2 separate regions of the Gossypium hirsutum genome follow, and region 1 is linked to region 2. A link is a contact called in public Hi-C data. All regions are on one chromosome and are shown on one strand. The core of a region is the stretch at or near the end of the contact, and the rest is flanking DNA. Distances in the headings are between cores, read along the strand shown. Region 1 holds the start of LOC107914825 (peroxiredoxin-2F, mitochondrial). Region 2 holds the start of LOC107914817 (succinate dehydrogenase subunit 3-1, mitochondrial).

Region 1 (2,752 bases), core at 72-2,571, 480 kb after region 2:
CCCAGGCATTCATAACATAAGGATCATTAACAGCAACACAAATGACTGAATCAATTCCTTTAGCCTTGAACTTATCAATGTTCTTCTTGTAACTAGGCACATGCTGTTGTGAACAAACACCTGTGTATGCTCCCTATACACAATCCCAAATACAATGTAAATCCAAGTTTCATCAAATTTCCATTCTAAACCATAAAATCAGAAATAGCAAACTGATAGGTCCACACTCCACTTTATTTTGTTCTTCTTCTTTCCTAAACCAGGTTCTTTGAAATACGAAAATCATGCACCCTATGTTACCTAGACTTTTATGTTTTGGACGCCTATGCCAGACACATATTTGGGCAAAAATATCAGATTACAATCATCCAAATATATGAAAACACTTAAAAAGAAAATTGGGGTATACTCGTGTTCGGCACATACTTTCGTATCTGACACTCCCACTTCCGGGTAACATAGCAAGTGAACCAATTGCAAGGATACATCTACATTCTTCTTTAGATACTGCTAAATTGCTTTTTATTAAACTATTTAGTAAAATCTTCCACATCGGAAAAGCTTTGAAAAGTTCCATTCTCTTAACATAAACTAATTACTCCACTACCAATTTCAGCATTATAAGAACTGAGAATCATCACATCATAGATATCTAAATCATGCATATAGTACCTCATATACGGAGCAATCCTCCAGAATTCATTAATATACAAATTTAAGCTCAGATTTTCCAAACACAATCTCAAAAAATCAAATTCCATCTCTCAATTTCCACATATATAGAGCAAGTCAAATTGGGAGGGGGGGGGAGAGAGACTTACAGGTAGTCCAAAGATGACAACTTTCTTGCCCTGAAATGAAATTTTCTAAAACAAAATTAATACATACTGAATTAAATAATATTGAAAGAGAAACTATACAACGAAACCTTGAAGATATCATTGACAGAAGTAGTGGAGAAATTGGAGGTAACGCCTTCATCCCAGCTTCGAGCTTTCTGGAGACTAACTTGGGATGCGGCAGACAGGATGTCAGTCCCCACAGCAACAGAGGCATAGCTTCTCCTTGACGCTTCCGTTAGAAGACTTGACTTGATAACGGATGAGGTTGCTCGCCTAAGAATTGTTGACGCCATTGGCTTAGGATGCAGCTGTTGGTATGTGATTCTTTGTCTCAGTCTCTGCTTTGCTTCCGCTTGTTTCTTTCACAGGTTTTGGGAATCTTGCTGGTGGAACAAATGTGCTGGGCCTGACTGGCTTTAACGATTTTTGGACTAAGTTTTGGTATTCACAGCAAAAACTAGTCCTTTACTATTGGTCTACAGAAAAATGATTTTTTTTAAAATATATTGATATTTGGGAATGTCTAATACATTTTTTAAACTACTTTTTTTTTATCTTTACTATTGTATTTAATAATTAAATTTATTAAATTAATTTATATTTTAAAGTTTTCATAAATAATATAATTAAGAGATTAAAACATGATAATTGACAAATTAAATTTTCAAAAAATGATAATTAGAATGAATATACTATTATTTAAAATTTACAGAAATAGTAATTTATACTATGTATCAATTAAAATATTAAAATAATTTACATTTATTTTCTGAATAATATGATAAAGAGCTTCAAACATATTATTTCATAAAAAGAAATGTCAAAACTCTTAAGTAATATTATTAAAAATAATAAGATAATATAAAAAGATATGATTATCTTTATTTTATTTAGTAATAAGATAGAATGGAAGCTAATTACATAAAAAAATTCATTTTATTCTTCCAGCTCATTTGTTTTTAACATGTACAAATTGATTAACATGATTGTCAACTATACTTTTGTAATTGAACATTGTTGGGCCTTCAATTTTAAAAATGATTTTCTTCTCCTTACATTACTAAGTATATCAATTAGCTTAACTAATAATTAATCAAATATAAGAATAAATCAAGATGTGTTTGGATGTATTATTAAATTCATTTTTTATTTGCGTCAACCTAATATATTAAAAAAACCTTTCTTTAATATTAAATTATATATCTTTTTTCCTATTAGTGTCATCTATCATATTGTTAACTATGACTCATATTTTAGTCAAATTTAAGAAATAATCTTCTAGTTAAATTCTGTTTATTTGTTTCAATTAAACTTTGATTAGCCTAGATTATTTTATTATTATTTGACTTACGAATTTAGCCTGTAAATAGGCTTTTTTACAACATTAGAAAATACACCCATTAGAGATTAGAACTCATAACACATTTAGAGAATTTTGTGTTTATGTTTTGAGTGTTCTTTGTTTTTAGGTTTTCGAGGTTTAGTTTTTATCTCCATCTTTTGTACTCTTCATTCTTTTGCCATTATAGTAAAATTATTTTTCCCGTGGTTTTTTATCCTCTTTGGAGATGCTTTTCCACGTTAAATTTATGTGTTCAATTTCTCAATTTATTCCGCTATTTTTTTCTTGTTGCTTAATCAGGTCGATTCCAAACAAGTGGTATCAGAGTTAGTTCAATTTTTATATATCAGCCAATTCAAATATTGTAGCAACAAGGTTTGAAATTGAAAAGTTCAATGGTGTGACAAATTGCAAACTGTGGCAAGTTCGGATGATGGCAATTCTAGTTCAAACTGGCTTGAAGAAGGTTGTTATCGGGAAAAAGCTTGAGAATTTAAATCAAACAGAATGGGAAGAGCTTGATGAAAAGGCTTTGTCTGCAATCCAGTTGTGCCTCACGAATACGGTA
Region 2 (2,700 bases), core at 70-2,569:
AGATAAATTTACTAAATCGGCAAGAACGAAGAGTACATAGATAGAGATAAAAACTAAACTCTGAAACTCGAAAAAAAGAACACTTGAAACTTAAACACAAAATTCTCTGAAAGCTTGTAAAAGCTAATAGTATTAAAATAATCTACACTAATCAGCGTTTAAGTGGAAAACTAAAACAATATTTAACTGAAAGAAGTAAAGCTGAGAAAATTGAGAAACATGTCGCCACGTTGCGACATGGCTTTCTTTTCATCGTGATGAAGTATGGTCACGTCATCGGAGCGAAGAACTCCTCTTCGTTGCGACGTCACACACTATTTATGTTGAAATACGAGGCATACTCCACATTAATCAACCATTTTATAAAATATATAAATAATCATACAATTGGTGTATAGATTAATGAATCAAATATGAAGAAGATGGATGAGTTGCCATTTTCCTATATATTTACATTTCCATAAACTCTTTAAACTTAAGTAAAAAATTTGCTGAGAAAAAAATAGGGTAAATTATATCATTAGTTATAAGAAAGTTTTTGTTTTGGTTATTTAATTAAAAAAAGGTTATAATTTGATCACTAAACTATTTGAAAGTTTTCATTTAAGTCACTAAACTATTAAAAATATTTTATTTAAGTCACTAGACTATTAAGTTTTTTTTTTAAAGTTCTGCCATAAAGCTCCAAGCGATGATTCGAAGATCGAGAGGGTGGATCTGTACCCATCGACGAGTAGAAGAACATAACTTAGATCAAAATCTATCTAGCGATCAGTGTAGGAGATCAAAGAAAAAACTGTTTGAATTTTGGTTTGCAGATTTATGAAGTTCAAAGTTGTTTTATGAAAAAACACTCAACGATAGAAAAGAAAGGAAAAAAGAGCTTTCGATTGGTACCGATAGTGCGAATAGAGAAAGCCATATAGAATCGATTTTAATAGCCCAATGACTTAAATGAAAATTTGTGAATAGTTCAGTGATCTACAAAGTAACAACAAATAATGACTACATTTAGATGTTAGGTATTCTCTAAAAAGATAAATGATTAATCATAAAATATGCTCTATTCGCAGGAATGGATAGTTAAAGAAGGAGGTGAATAACCACTACATAATTGGTTTCTAAAGTTATAGGTACATAGATTTCCAAAGGTTACTTTAGGAAATGATATGATGAATATTTGAAATAAATTATGGAGTTGTTAGATTGCCACATAATTGATCCAAAATTTGTATATCATGTCAAAGCCGAATCCAAATGGGCTCAAACCCTAAAACCGAACCTAAATAGGCCTAAGCCCAATAACATCTATTTACGTTTTCTTGCAGAGCAGCTTCCTCCTTCCCTTATATAACCCCACCGTTTCACTCCATGTTTCTTTTTTGCAGGCTAAGCAATTTTGAGACTCTTCTATTTAGCAATGGCTTCTTCTCTAGCTCTTAAGAGGCTCGTCTCATCCAACATCCTCCCTAGCTCCTTACGCGTCGCCATCGTTCCATCCATCTCCAGACTCTTTAACACCAACGCCGCCACGCCTGATGACCACGATGATCGCCGTCGTGCTGACGGTTTCTTCCCAGGTACTTGTCCACTCATCTGTTTTTCATTTCGACTTCTTTCGCTTCTTTTTAATTTTTGATTATCTAAAATTGATGCTGATTTTGGCCCTTCCGGTTTCTATGCTGCAGATCTGCAGGGGCGGCGCCAGGGGGCCAAAAAAGGTAAATTTTCACTTTAGTTCTTACAGAAATTATAAAATTATGATTCAGTCATTTTGCCCCCTCAAGAAAAAAATTCCTGCAGATATGTTTGATCCTTTGTCTCCAACAAGGAGCCTGAACATGATGGATCAAGTCAAGGGGAATCGATTTCTCTCCACATCCCGTGACATTCCAGGGCTTGGGAGCGAGGCCAAAGAATCAAACCTTCGCCCGTTATCTCCTCATCTTCCTATTTATAAGCCACAACTTTCTGCGACTCTTTCAATTACCAATAGGATCTCCGGGGTTTTCCTAACTACTGCACTTTTGTTCTCTTATCTTCTTTCTCTGAAAATGGGTTCAATTTGCTTCACCTATTCGAATTTCTACCAATTCTTCTTTTATTCAGCAAAGCTTGCCCCAGTTACCGTCTCAATTGCTGCATTGGCCGTTTCCTATCATCTGTGTTATGGGGTTCGTCATTTATTGGCGGACTTTTCGGGAAAGCTGAGGTGAAGAACGGTGAGGAGGAAAGGATGTGATTCAGCTTCAAATCGACTGATTTGCTGGCTTGGTAAGTTCTTGTTTGGTCTGGGCCATTCTGGGTTGAGGTAAGACTTTGTTTGGCAAAATAAAGAATGTGTTAATGGTTTTTTTTTTTTGGAATAAATTGAACCTTGGTGATGAGTAAAAAGAAAACCTTGTTAATGCCAAAAAGCATCTTTGAACTTGTCAATATAGTGATCTGTGTTGAATTAGTGGTTTAATTCGATGGATTCTGCTAAATCTTTGATTGGGAGAGCTGTAACCATTAACCGTTCCCCTTTCAATCGTATGAGCTTTCATTAGGAGTTTAAACTGTGCTTATCTGATTCTGCATCCTCCATAGTTAACAAACACCAAGCTTTGAATGTGTGAACTCTTTCAGAAAGTGATTGTGAACTGTGATAGGATTGACTTAAATGTAAGATCGATTAGTAAATCGAGAAGGTTACATTAT

What was found. A called contact is a pair of places that touch in the nucleus more often than the background predicts.
Region 1: a contact with region 2 is called in a Hi-C map of leaf, with 2.9 times the contacts expected there. The contact joins the promoter of LOC107914825 here to the promoter of LOC107914817 in region 2. A contact is called at or near these places in 2 of 34 Hi-C or Micro-C datasets (both in leaf).

Annotation. Positions count from the first base shown.
Region 1 is chrD10:28,827,234-28,829,985 of Gossypium_hirsutum_v2.1, forward strand. It overlaps LOC107914825 (peroxiredoxin-2F, mitochondrial), which reads right to left and starts at 1,322. Exons shown (of 5, transcript XM_016843866.2): 1 at 929-1,322; 2 at 822-851; 3 at 1-133. The coding sequence starts at 1,135.
Region 2 is chrD10:28,344,502-28,347,201 of Gossypium_hirsutum_v2.1, forward strand. It overlaps LOC107914817 (succinate dehydrogenase subunit 3-1, mitochondrial), which reads left to right and starts at 1,320. Exons shown (of 3, transcript XM_016843852.2): 1 at 1,320-1,580; 2 at 1,689-1,721; 3 at 1,804-2,467. The coding sequence starts at 1,421. The coding sequence ends at 2,216.